2 separate regions of the Rattus norvegicus genome follow, and region 2 is linked to region 1. Evidence: chromatin contacts called from public Hi-C data. All regions are on one chromosome and are shown on one strand. The core of a region is the stretch at or near the end of the contact, and the rest is flanking DNA. Distances in the headings are between cores, read along the strand shown. Region 1 overlaps Sorbs1 (sorbin and SH3 domain containing 1). Region 2 overlaps Aldh18a1 (aldehyde dehydrogenase 18 family, member A1).

Evidence for each region. Hi-C and Micro-C count contacts between places; a contact is called where the count stands out from the background.
Region 2: a Hi-C map of Schwann cells shows a contact between it and region 1, with 2.8 times the contacts expected there. The contact joins two enhancer-like sites. A contact is called at or near these places in 10 of 12 Hi-C or Micro-C datasets (the A7r5 cell line, Schwann cells, frontal cortex and 5 more).

Annotation. Positions count from the first base shown.
Region 1 is chr1:249,151,162-249,156,171 of GRCr8, reverse strand. Sorbs1 (sorbin and SH3 domain containing 1) reads left to right here. Exons shown (of 32, transcript NM_001421361.1): 7 at 3,368-3,394; 8 at 3,518-3,630. LOC120097534 (a long non-coding RNA gene) reads right to left here. Exons shown (of 2, transcript XR_005495044.2): 2 at 1,969-5,010. Among named protein-coding and RNA genes, the nearest start is that of Pdlim1, 110 kb to the right of the region's middle. Within about 2 kb of position 3,146, at least 5 of the 93 cell types and tissues checked have an H3K27ac peak or open chromatin away from gene starts, as enhancers often do. A contact at or near this core is called in Schwann cells, where this site is marked.
Region 2 is chr1:249,320,745-249,325,640 of GRCr8, reverse strand. It overlaps Aldh18a1 (aldehyde dehydrogenase 18 family, member A1), which reads left to right. Exons shown (of 18, transcript NM_001108524.2): 18 at 1-559. It overlaps LOC134485237 (a long non-coding RNA gene), which reads right to left. Exons shown (of 2, transcript XR_010063263.1): 2 at 3,982-4,134. Among named protein-coding and RNA genes, the nearest start is that of Mir6317-1, 25 kb to the left of the region's middle. Within about 2 kb of position 2,265, at least 5 of the 93 cell types and tissues checked have an H3K27ac peak or open chromatin away from gene starts, as enhancers often do. A contact at or near this core is called in Schwann cells, where this site is marked.

The sequences.
Region 1 (5,010 bases), core at 1,897-4,396:
ATAATTTATATCTGTGGGGTTTTCTCTTCCTGTGTTTTGGATTCCAGTTTTATAAAATTCATTTATTATAAATACCACATATTTTATTATTTTTAGATTTTATTTTACGTATATGAATGTTTTGCCCCCATGCATATATGTGTAGCATATGTGTGCACGGTGCCTGCAGAAGTCAGAAAAGGACATCAGATTTCCCAGAACTGGAGTTTTAAAGAAAACTGACTGGTTGGGAATCGAACCTGGGTTCTCTACAAAGCACAAGAAGTTGCTCTTAAGCATTCAGCCATCTCTCCAGTCCTTGTGGTTGACTTAGTCCTATCAGGACTCAGGAAAGAGTTCGTGCCTGTTTTGCAGATGAAGATGCGCAGTTGATAAGGTAGAGGATTTGAACTCACGGGAGGTCATCTGATGGTATGAAGATGGCTTCCTTTTAGTGCCTATCGCTTTAGAAGGATGGCCACTCCTTGATTTCCATGGACCATTGTCTTCCAGTGTGACTTGAATAGAACCAACTAAACAGGAAAAAAAGTGGGCAAAAGAATGTGTCCCCAAGTGTGTGTGCTGGATTTTACCTCTATGACTGAGGAGCTCCTCATTTGAAACCTATTGCTATTTGGTGGATATATAAACTTAATGCATTCGAAAAGTGGCTTGGCAAGAGGTGTCTGAAAATAGCAACTTGGAGAAGAAGGGACATTAAGAGCGATTGAGTGAAGAGGGTGAAGGGCCTTTGTCACAGAATGTGTCTAGCGGTCTAGGGTCGGCTGGGTACATGAAGTTCTCTGGGGCAGGCATGGACCTAGCAGTGATTTTCAAATGTGGTCACCTTCACATGGCCGATCTCAGATTCCTCGGCAACCTTGGGCGGAGGACATGAGGAGGGATTTTTAGTTTACAGATAAGAAATGCGAACTTCGGTGAGGTTAATATACTTGCTCCGGTTACACAAGCCAGTTCAATGCGATAACAGTAACATTCATGAACCACATGCCCCGGGAGAGTTCAACTCGGTGACTGCTGAAGAAGGCAGATGGCTAGGAATCGTCTGTTAGGGACTGGCAGGAATGTAATGGGCCACCTACTACAAGAGTCTATATAACCGAGTCACCCTGAAATTCTGCATGCTGGGGATGTGACAGTCTTGCTCCCCATAAGGATACTTTAAAGATAATATTTGCAGTAATTCTTTGAGAATATCCTACAGTCTCTTTTGGTCACCTTCACTTTCCCACTTCCTGGTAGATCCATCCCCCTCCTCCCTTCCCACCCAGTGTTGTGGGTCATCCTACCTGAGGTCACACCCTAAAGAGAGCTGAGTAACCCAACTTCATTACACCTCCCACTCTCTGAACTTAGATTTTTTTTTCCTGGCTTTAGCTTCCTTGGGGGTCTTGTGAATGGTTCTCGAATTGCCACAAGTTCCTGATGTGCAGTTATCCAGTTAGTCAGGAAAACTGTTTCTTTGTAGTCATCCACACCTCTGGCTCTTTATGCTTCCTCTTCTGAGATGGTCCCTGAACCTTGGGGTGTCTAAGGCTGTTTTTTACTGTGCCTTCTGTCAGTGGTTAGAGTGTAGGGTGTGCAGACTGCCACTCAGCATCACTGTTAGAAATGCAAACTCTTGGGCCCTCATGAAGTACGGGGAGCATTTGCTTAGACACTGAATAGGTATAAAATGTAACTGTCTGGCACCTGAAAGGTCCTTAGTAAATGTTTGCTGATCTTTGTTTCGGTAAAAATAAAAAAAGTGGCAGAACTGGTTCCCACACATCATGGTGGTCTCGAGTTCCCTCATCAGTGGGCCATTGGAGCTAGCAGCTGGTTCCAGTGTGGCGCCATGCTACATTAGCCTAGGCATCTTCTAACCCTAGCAGTGTCTCCACCCCCATCACTGGTCGCCCTGGTCAGCCCTGACCAGCCGGGAACTCTCTGGTCCCAGCCACCCAATAAAATCATGACTCAATAAACTGTAACCCAACAATCAGATTTACATGTTAAATTCTCAGTGTATCCACACAATAAATAAACTCACAACCAATTGATAAGGATATAAACTGCCCACCTAGATAAGATATAATTTGCCCATCTAGACAACACAAAATCCTGTACACATCCATCCCTTAAGAATAGTTATAACAACCTGTAAATGTGCAGAGAGGAATCTTAACGTCCACCACCATGTTCCCTTGGCTGCCTCCCTCCTCCTCGCTCCGGCCTGTTAGAGTAGGGGTAGCCAAACTGGCCGTGAGCAAAATCTAGCCTGCTGCCTAAGTGGCCTTCGTGTTTTAAATGACTGTTAGAAAAATGCAGAGAAAGATGATATTACATGATACATGAAAGCTGTCAAAATTTAGTGCCCATCAATAAGGGTGTTTGGAAGCACAGCCCATTTCCTTTCTGGATTATCTGTGCTTGTTCCCTGCCGTGCTGCACGGTCACATACAGAGTCACTGGGTCTTATTTGAAGCACTCAAGACCAGAAGTATTTCAGATCTGTTTCTTTTAGATTTTGGAGTGCTTGCATTCTAAATAGTGGAGCATGTTATGGAAGGAGCCCAACCCTAAATAGGGGATTCATTTGTGTTTCACATAACTTCATACATGGAGCCTATTGTATTTTTAGCACACTTTGACTGATCTGTCATACGAAATCAAGTCGGGTATGGGTTTTTCTTATCAAAAATTTTTATTAGATTTGTTTAGATTTTATTAGATTTATTTAAAATTTGTGTGTGCTTATTCCCCCCCCCCCAGCCTCCCCTTGGCAGAGGCCAGAAGGGGGCAGGGCATCGGATCTCTTAGAGCTGGAGTCATAGGCATTCGTGGGATTCCTGACTCGTTATGTGGGTACTGGGATCTGAACTCCGCTCACCGTGATTGTGTAGCAAAACCTTAACTGCTGAGCTATCTGTCCAGCCCGCGTCGTGAATGTTTTTGTACTTTGTTTCATGTGATGGAGACGCTCAGATCCAAGAACAAACAAGCAAAACCCACCAAACAGAAACCTGCCACTGAGGCGTCCTTCAGTCAGCCTCTATGGCCGTTCTGAGCCTACAGCAGGCTTGGGGGTGGGGGCTGGACAGCGGAGAGCTCTGTTGCCTTTCAGTCTGTAAAGTAAGAATGTCAAGGAACAATTGTTTCTTCATTCCTGTGAATGTGGTCTTGTGTTCTCAAAGGTCAGCGCCTGTGAACACATCATGGTCTCAAGTGGGTTCCTATGGTAATCGGGCCTTCTTGACTGAGGGAGTTTTGTGTCAGACGAGGGCCACTGATTTTCATCAGTCAGTGTGTCTCATGCTTGCTTCCCGCAAACATAACCGGTTCTGTTCTTCCCTCTTTGTTCTCATCTTTCTCGCTCCTTGCACAGGCCTGGAGCCAGAGGACCATTCAGCAGGTATGGCTTTTCTTGCATTCTTAGCCTCTGGGCCTTGGGGGCACCAGGGACCCTTGAACTAGTGGGAAGCCGGTGGGTGTTACCTGTGAGTGATGGGGTTTGTTTGTGTTTTTCTTGCCTCAGATGAATGGAAACTTTCTTCCAGTGCCGATGCCAATGGCAACGCCCAGCCCTCCCCACTCGCTGCCAAGGGCTATAGAAGTGTGCATCCCAGCCTTTTGGCTGACAAGCCCCAGGTAGGTGTGTGCACGCAGATGGGGTGGAGACTCGTTGGCAGCCCAAACTTGTGCCTTCCAGCTGGATTAGGGAGTAGCATTCAGACTCTGATCCTCTCTGGGATAGCTTTTTAAGGAGGAGAATCTTAGTAGGAGAGTCGGGGCTCAATGAGAACAAGAGAATGGGATGAGGCTGGTCTCTGTGGGTGTTGGAAGCAGGTCTGCTGTGCTCTAGGTTCGATATACACGTGGAAAGGTTCTAAAAGAAGGAATCCACTTAGCCTGGAACAGGTAGGAGAAAGTCTAGGCTTATTTTCCAGAAACTGTTGAGAGCGTAAGATTCCCATGAGCGTCTCTGGTATTTACCTCACTAACTTTCTAAAGCTGAGACTTTCAGAGTTCGAGCGAGTGACCGTACTGCGACAGGTTAACATCAGCTATTTGTGACCAAACCATAAATCCATAGCCCAAGGGTCTGAGGACAGTAATCACAACACACGCACACAAACACACACACACACACACACACACACACACATGCACACGTACATGCACACACACACAAACACACATACACATGCACACGTACATGCACACGTACATGCACACACACACACACACACACACACACACACACACACACACACACACACCCTGAATAGGTACCTTCTCATCTGCTCTTGGAAGTGAAGAGGGATTAGGCCTTGATAGTGATCTCATGGCAGACAGTCCTCTACAACTATTCAGTTTAGTGTAGGCTTGATTTTGCTTTGGTTGTTGCTCCTAGGTGGTTTTCCACCTTTTTAAAAATTCTCCTCACTATACTTTGCTATTTTTAATAAAAGGAATAGATCCTATCATTCCAGTGGCGTATGAAGGGTGCTTTATAAGGAGGAGCCACTTACACGGAATGGAGCCATCTTCCTGTAGGAGGTACCATTGCTCAAAAGACCACTGGATGGTTCAAGCCCCTGACCTTCTGAAGGTTGCCCAGAACACACAAGGGAATGAGATAGTATCTTCCCTCTGTAGACCTGTCTCCCTGGTCTGCAGCTTGCCGCTCATCTGTCTTGTTGTTGTTGAGCAGCACCATTAAGCCTTTCTGCCTCCTGCCATGACTTATCTCCTGACTTTCAGCTCTGTACACGCAGGCCCTGGTTAGAGGCAGGCACTGTGGGTAGGCCTGGCTTCCTGAAGGTTGTTTGTCTGTTTAATGGCTTGTCAGAGTTTTCCCATGTGAGAGCTTTCTGAGTTTATGATACGCTGTCTGTGGTATCAGCACTTCCTTTGCAGCCATCTCAAGTATGGATACTGCTGCTATACTCACACTGGAGCGCAGCCGGCATCCAGTCGAAACATTAAGTACACTGTCTTCCACCATCAGTGGCTTAGCCTAAAGGC
Region 2 (4,896 bases), core at 1,016-3,515, 170 kb before region 1:
TAGAGACTAAGGGACGCATCTAACATCAGAGACAATGGGAAGTCCTGTCTGCCGTGACACCTCAGTGAGGGAGTCTCTGGGCGTTTGACTGGGCCAGCCTTGCTGGTCCTCAGCCTCTCGACATGGAATTCCATCTCTTTTATGTCTGCTCATCCTCAGAAGGGGAGACTGGGAATTCTTAAGGAAGGGTAACTCCTTAAAACCTTTAACATTTTCATTGGAAATGGAGACTAAAACAGACCGACCTACATCCACGGGGAGATGACCTTTGTGGCTGTGAAGTTATGGGTGTACATCTTCTACATCTACAGTCTGTCCCTGGCCTGGGGACACAGGGTACCTTCAAGGTAATTGGAATCTGAGCATCACGCTGGAGGGATGAATTTCAGGATGTCCCTACAAGTGGGAGGAAGATGGGCAATTATTGCTTGACCTTTTTACGTGAATTATTTTGTCATCCTATTCTTGACCTCCTGGACAAAGACTAGAGATTATTTTAATACTTTAGATTCTTTCCCCATTTTTTGAGAAATAAAGTTCTTACAAAAGTCCACATGCACAAAGTTTTCTCCCTTATTTGTCCTTACCGTTGTCTCCCCTCTCCCTCTCTGGTGACCCTTCTTGCCCTGCTCTCAGCATGCTGTTCCTGGAAGTTGGCTTGAGCAGGGAGCGGAGGGGGAAGGAGGGAGCACTTCAGTGGAAGTCCCTCTGGCCTTGAGAGGAAAAGAAAGCAGGACAGTGGGCACCAAGAATTTTGGCTGGTTATATGATGATCTGATGCCTGGGGCTGTGCATGACATGAACACGTTGGTGTTTGTCACATCCCCGAAGCTCCACTCCACCATGTCACCAGCCCACATCTTCGGTTCACTGTGGCTTTAACTAAATTCACTCTTCTGTCAAGTGTCTCTAAACACTTCTAATCCCCTCAATCCCTTTCCTTTAGCCCCTATTCTTAGAGTCTTTGGAACTCTGCAGTCTGCATTTCAAAGACTTTATTTTTTGGAGGCCTCCAAAAGAAGCAGAGTGTTCACCGACATGCTGCTTCTGACCCTTAGAGTGATTTTACAGGCGTAAGAATTACAGTGTCGTGTGGATCATGTTCCCAGGCTGGCGCTGGCTCTATCTCTCATCTAGACCCTTACATGGTCTGGCAAGGCACCCAGCCTGCCCTGCCCCTTGAAGTGGGGGGCCTGACATAGCTTGCCTGAAAAGGCAATAAGCAAGATCCAGCTGAAAAGAACCCAGATTCTGCAACCAGCTTCCACCAGTCAACAGATACCCCAGGGGTCTGAAATAGCAGTCAAGAGAGCTGGGCCCTGTGGGAGCTCACTGTGTACACAGGCTGCCATGTGGGCTCTGGGGAAGATGGGATTGACCGATGGTGTGGCTTGCAGGCTTCGGGTTGGTGCAGGACAAGGATGAAGCCATCGAGTCTGGAGAGCAGTGTCTGGGGCTGCTGATGTAGGGCAGAAGGCTATAGGTTTCAAGAAAGTAAGTCCTAGCAGCGGCGTTGGTATCATCTCCTGGAGCCTTGTTTTTTTAGAGCATGGGTCAGGGACAGGGATGTTCGGAAGAGCAGGCAGAACAACCAGCAGGGCACAACAGAAACTGTAGCCCTGTCAGTTTCCACAGATATGGCCACCCACAACCTCCCTTTCTCCATTCAAAGTGAAAAAACATGTAAAGGGGAGTAGGAGGCAGTCATGGCTTTGAAAGTGGCCCTGCTTGGGAGGCCCAGTGTTTACTGTTGTCCTGTGGGAAGGGACATCTTATTCAGAAGCTACTCTTGTGGTCCTGCCTCCCACCACCAGCTCCTAGACCACACATGCCACAGAACCAACCAACCCCGAGTCTCCCGGTTCCCACGATGGACAAAAGAAAAGAGTCTCTGGCACACATGGGTTCATGTTCTTTTTTTTTTTTTTTTTTTTTTTTGGTTCTTTTTTTCGGAGCTGGGGACCGAACCCAGGGCCTTGCACTTCCTAGGCAAGCGCTCTACCACTGAGCTAAATCCCCAGCCCCTGGGTTCATGTTCTTAATCAAACGGCAGTTCTACTTGGTTGTAGATTTTCTGTGATTACGACCCAAGGCAACACTATGGTACATACTGCCATTAGGAGATTATTAGGTGATCAGCACAACATGGGAGGTGGTATGGCTACCCTTCTCTTACTTCATGAATCTGTCTCTCCCTCGTCTTGTCATGGGCCTGTCAGTTGGCGTGGTTCAAAGCGGGACATTGTTCCCGTATTCTACAGTCCATGCTCACATGACTCAGGCCTCATTAATCCAAGCACTCTGCTGGGCATGTGGTTTTAATTTTGACCAAAGAGCATGTTGGTAGAATTTTTATGCAGTTATTAGGAAAAGTAAGCTCTAGTCTCCTGGGGCCGTAAAGTCTATTTCCAAGAGATTAAAGCTGACTGTGTCCAGTTTGCCTACCGTGTAGGAAGAGTTAGTGTAAGTCAGCCAGCAGAGGAGAAGCCAGAGGTCATGTAGTGAGCCCAGCTCCTTCCAACCTGTGTCTGAAATACACTCCTAGACTCAACTCAGCAATTCAGTTTTTGGCTTAAACTAGTTTGAGCTGGCTTTTTGTTTTTCATATTAGAAGATTGGATAGTGGGCCTGGGTTCAAGTCTCTGCTCTGCTGCCAGGAAACTGCATGGCCTAAATGAGAAGTTTAGCTTGTTTGTTCTTGGGACTTGTGCCTGCTACATAGGTGGTAAGATAGATGACACAGTGTTGTGAGGGAGAGATGACCACATGCTATGATTCCTCACGAGTTCAGTGTCGTTCCCAAATTCCAGAAGTTTCTTGTTGCTGATGAGGCTACATCCAAAGCCAGGTTTTCCTATCCTGTCTGCAGCTGCCCCCCAGTAGACCAGACTGGTTTTTTCTATGAACAGTGTGGTGCAGAGCACAGAGTCTGACTAGACAGTTAGACACTTGGGCTGTGTGGGGAGCTGTCACTGAGAAGGACTGAAGAGGCTGAGATTAGAGTTTGAAACGGAGAGAAAGTAAGAGAAATGTTGCTTGTTGCCTGAAAGAGGGGGTGATCCTGAGATCTTAAGAAGACTGAAGGAGAGAGGATGGCAACAAAGCGAGAAACAAGGTCTCCAGAAATTACACACGAGAGATACAGTGTGGCAAGGAATAGAGGGGGCAGAGCCTTGGGATCCAAGAGCTTGCTACACAAGCCGGACAACCCAAGCTTAATCCCTATAACCCACAATGGAAGGAGAGAACTGATTCCTCCCAGCTATCCTCTAACTTTCACATACGTAAGTGCAAATGCCATCTCCCCAAATAATAAGTTAAAAAGAAAAAAAAGGAGAATTTACATCCCTGAGAAAACACTAAGTTTCTGTACATTTTTGGTTATCTGGAAATTTTAACTGGCTCAGACTTCCTGTTGATCAAATCCCTTTTGTATAACTATGAGATGGTGTTTGTGTCATTATTACCCTGATGCCCCTAAGTTTGTGTGTTGGATGTTTTGATGTTAACCTGACACAAGCTAGAGTCATCAGAGAGCAGGCAGCCTCAATTGAGAAAACACGTCCATAAGATTGGGCTGCAGGCAACCCTGTATAGCATTTTCTTAATTAGTGGTTGATGGGGGAGGGCCCAGCCCATCATGTCTGGTGCTATCCTGAGCTAGTGGTACTGGGGCCTATAAGAAAGTAGGTTGAGTAAGACAGGAAGAGCAAGCCAATAAGCAGCAGCCCTCTGTAGCCTCTGCATCAGCACCTGCCTCCAGGTTTCTTCCGCACCTGAGTTCCGGTGTGAAAGTATAAGCCAAATAAACCCTTTCCTCCCCAACTTGCTTTTGGTTATAGTGTTTCGTCACAACAATAACAACCCTGAGAAGGACAGATATTGTTTCATTTGGGGGTAATATTTTGTGCAATGTTATAACGAAGTCCTCTTGTACTTGTGTTTCCATGTGCAAGTAACAGGAAGTGCAACTCAAACGAGTATAAAGAAAAATAATTGTATTTGTTTATACAACTGACGGCGTCCGGAGGTACAATCTGACGTGCTTGGATTAGGATTGTGGTCCTATCTCTCTAGAAGTTTCTGTAAATTGGGACTCCTCAAGCTTTAGAGTCTTCAGCAGCATCTGCAGAGCTTATCAAAACATAACGGATTCAATAGGTCGGTCACAGTGGCAGAGGGTTTCCCATTGAGGAACGGGGATGTACTTTCCATTGCTAAATTGCAAAGCTTCAGTTCCTTCTACGAGGCATCTACTTATGCCCAGGTGTTGTGGGGAGTGGGGACTTGGGGTGAACATTTGAAAGCTAAGTACATCTTTGACACTCCTCCTAGACAGACAGACAGACACACACACACACACACACACACACACACACACATGTTTAGTCATTACTGATTTTATGGGCTTCAAATACCTTCAAACTGGCCCAAAGAACACAGAAGGACCAGCTAAAACTAATGGGAAAAAAAGACTGTCTTCTGTAAGCCAGGAAGCAAGCCCCCCGCCAAGAACTGAATCCTGGACCTTGGACTTCCCAAGCTTCAGACTATTAGAAATAAATAATAAATAGTTTGGCTCACCACCTAGTGTATTGGGAAGGGTGGTTGTCTTGAAAGCCTTGGGTTTTAGAAAGGACTCCTATGGGGTCAGTGGTAAGAATGTTTGCTGTATAAGCATGAAGACTTGGACTAGAATCACCTTTCGAACCAGGATGTTGCTACCTAAGCCTGAATTCCCAGCGCTATGGAGGAAGCTGAGTCAGGAGATTCACTGGGGCTTGCTTGTGAGGATGAGGCTGCCTGTATCTCGTTTCCCGAGCCACTTGAACTTTCTAACACTAGAGGGCAGTCTAGCCCCATGGACCTGAGCAAGACAACTTTCTGTCAGTAACA